2 separate regions of the Mus musculus genome follow, and region 2 is linked to region 1. Evidence: chromatin contacts called from public HiChIP or PLAC-seq data. All regions are on one chromosome and are shown on one strand. The core of a region is the stretch at or near the end of the contact, and the rest is flanking DNA. Distances in the headings are between cores, read along the strand shown.

Region 1 (4,979 bases), core at 1,801-4,300:
TTACAGTTTCAGAGGTTTAGTCCACTACTCTCATGGTGGAAATCATGGTGCAGGCAGATATGGAATGTGAGAAAAAGCAGAGATTTCTACATCCATTCTGCAGGCACCAGGACCTAACTAAGACACACTTCCTCCAACAATGCCACACCTACTCCAATAAGGCCACATCTCCTAATAAGGGAGCCCTTGACTTTCAAACTACCAATATGGGAGAAGGCAGAAATGCAAAAAAGAGATAACATTTTCCATCAAACCCCTTTATAAAAAGCAATGAATCTATCCAAGAGTGTGGCATCCTCATGACCCAATCACTTCTTACAAGTGCCTTCTCCTTTCAAGGTGGAGAGTGATGATGGCTCGAGGTGCTGAGAATAAGTGACTCTTGAGTGTTTGGCTCTAATTAGAACACTCATGCTACTCCTCAAGCCACAGGGATCACTGAGAAAGGGGAACAGAACGAATGAAAGGCCTGGAGATAGGGCATGATTTCTGGGCATGGCATAGCCAATGAAGTCATAATTTCACAGCCTGTAGTGACTGTAGTGAGCCCGCACAAAACTGAGTCTATCAACAGTCAATCATGGATTGGGGAAGGGCTCATGGGGCCCTACTCTCCTAATGAGCTACTGGCTGTATCAACAGATTATGGGCAAGGGACAGTCACTGTTTCTAGTTATGTACCTACTGAGAAGCTCAACAGGCCCCAGCAGATAGTTCCAAACCCACTGTCTTATATATAAGTTAAATATGAGTTAAACTCAGTGGGTCTCAAAACAGAACAAATCTAGATAGACAAATCACCAACCAGCAAACCAAAACAAGTAAATAATCCTATAGACATGAATATGGGTAAGGGACATGTGGGGTGAGCAATAGGGGTCCGGAAAAGACTAGAAGGTGGAGGGTTACAATAATCCAAATGAACTTAATGCATATATAAAACTGTCGAAGAGGAAAATTTTTAAATCATGTTTAAAAGTCACACCTTCTGATGTTGGGAATTAACTTTCATCACATATTTTTGGAAGAAATTAACACATGTAAGAAATGATGGGAAGTGTTCTAAGTATACAATATCTAAGGTATACAATATCTAAGGTATGCAATAGGCAGCTGGATATACAGGTTTGGAGATACCATTCCTCAGGGGCTTGGAGGCAACAGTGCAAATTGTGTGAATCATCAGTCTTTTAAACAAACTGCCTACAAATGGAATTGCTTCCCTAAAGAGTCTGAGTTACATATGGGCTTTGTTTTCATCTCCCTCTTATCCCACTCGCACACACTTGTGATCCTTACCCTGAGATGAACGGATGTACAAACAGGCATGTCAGAATCTACAGGTGTACTGATGCAGTCTAATTTTTTAAAACTTCAGTGGTGGGGAGATTTTAAAAGTCATATCCCTTTGTAAAAAATCCAACAATTCTCTGATGGATCTCATTGACTTCATAAATACTGTGAGATAGTGTGGATCCACTGGTTTTCAGCCCCACTTCATGCAGGAGATCCCAGTTCACATAGTTATTTTAAATGGAGAACATGTATTGGAATAACAGCCTAGAGCTGATGGGACAGAAGGAAGGAGCCGGCATGTTCATATATTTTTTGATCTTTGAGCCTTCATAGACTCCAGAGCTCAGCACAGTACTTGCTATAAGAAATGCTCAGTGAATAAACATCTAGTCCCGGCAGTCATAATTATCAAATAATATAGCTAAGTCTGAAAGAGATATACCTTAACACTATATAGTCAAAATAATTTACAGAAGACTTTTTGAAAATTAACGTTTTTGTCATATAATTCTACTATTATGCAAGGAATTTTTGCTTGATTGTTGTTTTTGAGATGGGGTTTCTCTGTGTAGGTCTGGCTGCCCTGAAATTTGCTCTGTAGACCAGGCTGGCCTCGAACTCAGAGAACTGCCGGCCTCTGTCTCTCGGGTGCTGGAATTAAAGGCATTCGCTACCGCTGCCCGCTCTGTTTGTGTGTTGTTATGAATGACAGGGTTTCACTACGTAACTACCGCTGTTTGCTTGCATTTATTTATTTATTTATTTATTTATTTATTTATTTATATGAATGAATGAATGAATGACAGGGTTTCATTACATAGCCTAGCGCTGCCCGCTCTGTTTGTGTGTTTATGAATGACAGGGTTTCACTACGTAACTACCGCTATGTTTGCTTGCATTTATTTATTTATTTATTTATTTATTTATTTATTTATTTACTACGTAACTACCGCTATGTTTGCTTGCATTTATTTATTTATTTATTTATTTACTACGTAACTACCGCTATGTTTGCTTGCATTTATTTATTTATTTATTTATTTATTTATTTATTTATTTATATAAATGAATGAATGACAGGGTTTCAGCGCTGCCCGCTCTGTTTGTGTGTTTATGAATGACAGGGTTTCACTACGTAACTACCGCTATGTTTGCTTGCATTTATTTATTTATTTGTTTGTTTATTTATTTATATAAATGAGTGAATGACAGGGTTTCATTACATAGCCTAGGCTCCAAACTCCTGGGTCCTCCTGCCTCAGCCCCCCAAGACCCTCTTTCTCTGTTCTTATTTATTTATTTATTTATTTATATAAATAAATGAGTGAATGACAGGGTTTCATTACATAGCCTAGGCTCCAAACTCCTGGGTCCTCCTGCCTCAGCCCCCCAAGACCCTCTTTCTCTGTTCTTTTACAAAAGCTCGCTAACTTGCCAAGGTTACTGAGCGGCGATCCAGTCCTTCACAAGCCGGTCAGTATTGCAGTGAAAGAAACCCACAAGCATCCCTCAAATATTAAAAAGCCAGGACTGGCAGGCGGACAATTGGTTAACGGGAAAAAGAAAAACTTCTTTTATGAGCAGGAAAAACAAAAAACAAAAAAACCGAGCCTAACCCTTCAGGAAAGACTTTAAGCACTAAGAAGATAGCCAAAAGCGGCTCCTCGCCCTCAACCACCACTACATCCCCATTGGGTCTCGTCGTGTGACATCATATCTTCGGCGTCCTGGAGGCGGGACTTCCTGTTCAGGCATAGCCTGTTTCAGGCGCGCCGGAAACTTCCTCCTGAGGGACGTGAAAGTCTCCGGGTCAGAATCTCTGCGGGGCGGGACCCGGTGTTTCCTGGTTTGGCAGGTGGATTTGCATTTTGGCGGGCGCGGAGTCTGTCGGGGTGGTGAGCAGCCGAAGCTGGGGCATGGATAGCCGCCTGCAGGAGATCCGGGAGCGGCAGAAGTTACGGCGGCAGCTCCTAGCTCAGCAGGTGTGCGGCGGGTGGGAGGGAGCATTAGTGCGCGTGCGCGGCCGCCTCTTTTAAAAAAAATTTTTTTTTTTTTTTTTTTTTTTTTTTTTTGGTGAACTCTCACATCAGCATCTGTCAAGGTCTTTGTCCCGGGACTTTTATTCCCTAGTCTACTCGAGTGCCTGTCAGAGTCATTACGTAGAAAACCAACCGCTGCCAGGCTTGGGCTTTCTGTCCCCACCGTGGCGGGCACGGACTTGAGTGGTGGGGGTAGACTTGGGAATTGTCGATGAGTGCAGTGCTAGTAGTTGCTACAAGAGCAAGTGGCAGTTTTAGCCCTTACATTTCACCGTCACTGTTGAAGCAGTGTTTCATGTCTTGCCTTTCTCCCGCGTCAGCTTCAGATTCTTTATTTTTTTTAAGATTAGTTTTTATTTTAAATTATGTGGGGTTTGTCTCTCTGTGTGTATATATATATGTGCACGTGAGCACAGCGCCAGAGGTGTTGGATCTTTCTGGAGCTGGAACTACAGGTAGTTGTGAGCCTCCTGGTGTGGGTGCTTGGGACTTGAACTCAGGTCCTTTGGAAGAGCAGTGCATGTTCTTAATCTTTTCTTGATATTGGTTTTGAAGGAAGTTTGATTATTTTCTTGAGATCCTGTCGAAAGACTCATTGGAAGCCACCTAAGTTAGAGCAAATTTTAGATTCTGCACTTAGAACACAGTCTACCTTCAACCAAACGTTTGAATCCTTACTTGGTAATTTATTAGAGACAGGAGGTGTTACGTTCACTAGTACATTAGGACTAGGTTTCCAAATTTTAACGTTTTTCCCTAGCCAGCCCTCACCAGAGAATTCTCTAAGATTCCTCTCTCTAGAGATTACTTTTCAAACCTTTCGCTTTCATTGAAGCTAGTGAATGAAGATGTGAGTGCTTGCCGTTTAGTAGACCATTCATGCAGGGAATACATACTACAAGTTGTTTTACTTAAAAATCTCAGGCTGTTTTCATTACACCATACAAATCAATATAAGTAATGGAGGGAAATGCTCAAAGCTTGAGTGAGTAAATTTTAGATTTCCAATGAGTCTTTCTCGCCAGGATCTCAAGAAAATAATACAAACTTCCTTCGACACCAGTCTCGAGAATGTGAAGGTGGGCTAGAGAGAGAGGTGGCTCAGTGGTTAAGGTAGAGCGCTGTCATTTCTCATTGCTAAATCTTGGGTTCCTCAAAGAACTTTCTGAAGGAATGACTCGTATTCTGAGATGAGAATTACAAATAGAGAATCAGACAATGCTCTAACTATCGGAAGTGAGTGTTCTGTCCTCTGACCAAGAAGTCGAGAAGATTTTTCTGGAGGAGGTGAACCTGATGAGCATTTCATTATTGGAAGAGAGTTTTCACTGAAGAAATGAGGGCGGCCATGTGAAGTGGTGCAGAGTATTTTGTTGTTTATGCCGCTAACTGGCAGCACTGATATTTTGAATACCTGCTTGCTCTGGGGCTAAAGCGACCACTAACTGCAGATTTTCTTATGCCGTGTTTGTACCTAATACTGCAGCGTTCCTCCTGTGTCCTCAGTCTGACTTGGAAGGTTTTCTGTGAATCGGCTCTATTCAGCTCAGCCTTTGTCTACATTTATTGCATTCGACAGAATTCCTCCAGCGGCCACTTACAGTTGACATTACTGGGTTTAAGCTGTTAGTAGATTTTATTAAA
Region 2 (4,979 bases), core at 1,364-3,863, 95 kb before region 1:
CAAAAAAACAGAACACGTGGTGCTGTTTAAAGCCCTCACTGAGACTCTCATACTGTGGCAAAATAAGCTGTGAAGTCATTGGGGTGTGTCCTAATTCATGTAACCTATGTCCTAATGAAGAGAGAGAAAAAAAAAGACGATGTTTAGTTCTCCGTCCTTCCTTGTCGTCTCCAGAATGATTCAACCCTTAGCTTAAATCCTTAGTCAAGATTACTTCATGAGACAGGAGAGAGAATCACATAGCAGAGTCAAAACCAGAAAATGTTTACGTGGCTGTGCTATGCACGTCTAACTAGTAACATTCAAACTGTGGCAAGTTTTAGCTATGTATGAAACAGAACATTTGAGGCTTTACATTTCTTATTAAAGTGTCTGAAATTTTACTGTTCTTCACAAAAGAAGGTTTAAAAAAAACCAGTGATTTCCCAAAAACAAAATTTAACCTGATGAAATTTTTTAAGATTCTTAGTTTTCATCTTTTATACTTTCAAATCTTTGTATAAATGTTAGGAAAAATATACCTACATGGAATTAGATCTCCATGATCTATCGCAGTAGTTTTAAGAAAATTTCATCTATTCTATTTGTATTTAATTTACTTTTATGTATATTGAGTGTTTTGTTTGTAAAAATGTCTGTGCATGCTTAGTTCCTACAGAGGCCAAAAGAGGGGCTGGGATCACCTGAGACTATACTCACAGGTAGTGGGGAGCTGACATGTGACGTCTTAGAATTAAATATCAGACCTCAGAAGAACAGCCAGTGCTCTTCACTGAGACAGCTCTCCAACCCTAAATTTGTATAGACTCTAAATAAAATGACAAACCATATTTTATGTTTTAATCTTGTGTGTGTGTGTGTGTGTGTGTGTGTGTGTGTGTGTGTAAATGTCTCTGGGACCCATTCTCAGGTTCATAATTATGATTTTCAAGGTAGGTAGACAACCTAAGGGAGTTGGCTCTCTCCTATCATAAAAACTCTTCGGATTAAATTATAAACATTTTTTAATTGAGCAATCTAGATTTTTAATGAAAAGCAAATCCAGATTTAGACATGAAATGGTAGTTGAGAATTCAAAAGGTTATTTTTCATGGAAAACAGACCTTTTGACAATAAAATCAAGGATGGAAAATGTTTCACATTCCAGACCACTGGTTGGAGGAACAGAGTGGACATCTGTGACCTCAAGAGCAACATCTTGTCCTTACCTGGAGAAAGCCTATGTCCATCGCTGTCAGGATAGCAGGTGAGGCCCACATCTTCTCTATGGCTGCAGTCATGCCTTCCCCACTGTCTCCTGGAACACTGAATGAAGCTGACTTCTTTTCCTGAGCAGCTGACGTCATCCAGCCATATGGGCCTGTTGCTGCCATCAAAATGGTTCACAGAGGACTGTTTGCCGTATCTGTGGCAATGAAATGAGTGCTCTTAGCAGAACTGCCATCCCAGGCATTGAGGGACCAGTAAAAACAACTAATTTAGTATCGTGACTTCAGAGGATAAGAATCTGACCTTTCTCAGGCCTTGGAGACTCAACTGTGCTTGCTTTGCTGTGCATTTGACTTAACTTAAGGTCTTTTGGTTAACTTGATGAGTAACTAACCCATAACTCACTCTTGTGTTTTGACTACAGTTTAACCCACCAGCTTGAGAGCGTGCAAAGAGATAAACCTCAAATTCCTCACCATGGAATAGCTCTGTGAAGTAGAGAGAGAAGATGATGGTTTGGTTTGGGTCTCTGCTTGTCTGAGTTCATCGGCTTCCCTCAGGTTCTCCAGAGTCCTTCTCCAAGAGAGAGTCCCAATTCACTGCCTGCTCACAATTGGGACCCAATCCTGGATTAAAATTTGGCTGTTGTCCCAGCAAAGTAAGAATGACGAGTGTTCTTTTCATAAGGTTATGTAAGTTTAATGCACAAAATTTTTTTATAAATGACACCGTGTGCCAACTGACTTTATTACATTATGTTATGCATTGCAATAAGTGATAAGTTGTGCAGTAGCAAATATCTTTAAAATTGAAAAGTTGGCAGTTGGGTAACTACATTTATTTTCAGCCTTCTCTCAATATTTCTGGTTTGTTTTGTTTTGTTTTGTTTTTGTTTTTGTTTTTGTTCTTTTAGAATCATGGCAGGTATCACTAAACTTGAAGAACTTCAAAGTGCCTTCAAATCTCAGAGTCTGTGAAATTCACCTCTCAGTCAGAAATCTTGGGCCAGTCCCTCCCCTCACTCTATACTTTTATTACCTCTCTACCAAGGACATATGACAAATTTTCCAGTTGCATGAATTTTCCTAATAGCTCTACTGTGCAGTCATTACATTTTTCTAACTTGATAAATTATGTAATAACTTAAGGCAACAGTTTTAAATAGTTACTTTAAGGTCATTTGTCTAACTAATCCAGTTTTTGTTTTTTGTTTTTTGTTTTTTCACAGCAACCAATGAAGTTAAATTGCATACTGCCATCACTCTTGACTTCAAGCATTCTTCCAATCAGCATATTAACCTTATTTCTCTCTGTCTAATTCAGCCACGAAACATATAACAGGAAGTCTCGTTAGCCTGGGTCTGCATTTATACAACGAAACCAAGTTTACTCTTTCTCAATCCAAGTGAATCACTGCTTTCAGAACTTCCTCTGTAACTTACTGGTGGCGCACGCTCACCCTGACACACCACTGAGAACATTTTAAGTACCCCCAAGTCCAGATAGTTTATCTACGAGAGGAAATGGTATGGATCTCTAAAACTGAAGTATAAACTAAATGTAAACTAAACTATAAAATATGGAGGAAAAACCTAAGTATAAAATATAACTCCATATTTTATAGTTTAGCTTACATTTAGTTTATACTTCAGTTTTTCACTAATTGATTATTCACTAATTCACTAGTTGATTATTTTCACTAATGAGAAAGAAAATGTAAAAAAAAATTCCCACATCTGAGACTGAATTGTCAGCATAACATCCTTATTCAATACAACATGGCATAAGCTAAGGAGTTCTTATTAACTAAATGGTCATATGTATTTGGCAATTATACCCCTTGACCTAGTAAGTTCAACAACTGCTATCTGCCCAAAATTATAAACGTCAGTTAATTTGTACATTTGTATCTTCATGATAGCATTATTTATGATTAAGCTGAAAGTTATACTCTTACCCTAGAAAATTAGCCTGAATATAATTAAATCATGGTGTGAGAGTTTCCCCAAAACATGTGACTCTGTACCATTATAAAACTAAGGCAAGTGTCTACACAATCACAGATTTAATATAATGGCTGATACAGAATGGCACATGCAAAGTATGTGTAATTCTTACAAAATGTGTAAGAATGAGAAGTTTGTTTTTCAAACTTTCTTTTTAAAATACAAATTTAATCACAGCTTGATCCAGCTTGGAAGCTGTATAATTTAAAGCTTTGTGAGTATTTGCAATTAGCTATATTTCAAGCTGACTTTAAGTAATTTCACCAACTTTTAAAATAATCACATAGAAATATGAAGCACAAGAATGAAGGGGCATCCATGGGCTTTATTTGAATATTTACCTCAAGGCCATCATTTCCAGTTACTTAAATCAACTTAGGTCTTTACAGTGGAATGTATTATGTATGTAATACTAATGACATACTTCCCTAAGTGTGCTACTCAGATTGCAAGTGGGCAAGGTCAAAGGCTAGTTCTAAAGGCCATCTCATGACAAGAGGGCTGTTCTTTTCCAACACAAGTGTCAATTATCATCGTGTTCCAAGAAAGAACCATGTGACACCACAGCATTCCTCAATGAAACTGCTGAAATTGTAGACACAATGATGTCAAAACTAATAACCTCTAGTAGTAAAAATACATCATAATAAAAGTGAGCATTCACAAAACTTGTCTGAATAGACAAAAGAGCACACCAGAAGTCACTCATAACTTCAACCAATTTGCTCAAGAAAAGAGAGGTTAGTAGGAAAGATACATGAAATAGATGACAAGAGATGGTTACTCACTATCTTTAAAAAATGTCGTGTTTTAATCATAATTCCATTTGTAGGTAGATAGGTGAGGTAGGTAGATTAGGTAGATAAGTAGGCAGATAGGTAGGCAGATAGATAGGTAGGCAGATAGATAGGCAGGTCAGTTGCAATAGTAGGTAGATAGGTCAGTAGGTGGGCATTACTAATATGACAGGCAAATGATGACAAACTAATGAAGATGATGGTGACAGATGATAAGCAAATAGATGATGGAAGACACACAGATAAGCATCTGGTAAGTCAGGCATATCTATTTTTAAAATTAAAGGTAAAAATTATACAGCAATTCTGACTTTAAAGATGTGTTTTGTCATTCAATGTCCCCACACCAGTGAGCCTTACTTAAATCCCAGCAGTCGACAAGCCACGTATGTGTTCATCTCAGTCCAGCCATCATCACAGACTGTCCCCCACTGCCCCTTGTAGTAGACCTCCAGGCGACCTTCATGGGTACTTTTTCCTCCTGCCAGTCTGATGACACCATCTGTGATAAGGAGATAAAGACACAGAGCAAACTAACTTAGAGAGAGAGAGAGAGAGAGAGAGAGAGAGAGAGAGAGAGAGAGAGGAAGGAAGGAAGGAAGGAAGGAAGGAAGGAAGGAAAGAAAGAAAGAAAGAAAGAAAGAAAGAAAGAAAGAAAGAAAGAAAGAAAGAAAGGAGGAAAGGAGGGAGGGAAGGAGGGAAGGAGGGAAGGAGGGAGGGAAGAACGAATCTTTGTTTGGCCTGATGTACCACTGTGTTCAGACCTCCCTCTGAGCTATTTGATAGCCTATCACTGCGCTCTACAATGAGGTTATTGTACTCTTTCTGAGGATTAACACATTTGTCCTTCTGATATTTGAGGTCTATTCTCCAAGTAGAAAATATATTCTGATGTAATTTCTAAGTACATATTTTTATTTTTCTATATTAAATCCTATCTAGGAAATTTCCCATAATTCCACTCCTC

What was found. HiChIP or PLAC-seq counts read pairs in DNA pulled down with a chosen protein or histone mark.
Region 2: a contact with region 1 is called in an H3K4me3 HiChIP or PLAC-seq map of bone marrow-derived macrophages, with 2.3 times the contacts expected there. The contact joins the enhancer-like site here to the promoter of Mettl14 in region 1. A contact is called at or near these places in 4 of 39 promoter capture datasets (frontonasal cranial neural crest, macrophages, maxillary cranial neural crest and 1 more), 9 of 484 Hi-C or Micro-C datasets (the 3T3-L1 cell line, the G1E-ER4 cell line, cerebellum and 6 more), 2 of 115 datasets of contacts at active chromatin or transcription factors (bone marrow-derived macrophages and craniofacial prominence) and 2 of 9 other capture datasets (adipose tissue and liver).

Annotation. Positions count from the first base shown.
Region 1 is chr3:123,384,061-123,389,039 of GRCm38.p6, reverse strand. It overlaps Mettl14 (methyltransferase like 14), which reads left to right and starts at 3,050. Exons shown (of 11, transcript NM_201638.2): 1 at 3,050-3,278. The coding sequence starts at 3,213.
Region 2 is chr3:123,479,100-123,484,078 of GRCm38.p6, reverse strand. Prss12 (protease, serine 12 neurotrypsin (motopsin)) reads right to left here. Exons shown (of 11, transcript NM_008939.2): 4 at 4,373-4,514; 5 at 1,209-1,405. Among named protein-coding and RNA genes, the nearest start is that of Snora24, 26 kb to the left of the region's middle. Within about 2 kb of position 2,613, at least 6 of the 459 cell types and tissues checked have an H3K27ac peak or open chromatin away from gene starts, as enhancers often do. A contact at or near this core is called in bone marrow-derived macrophages, where this site is marked.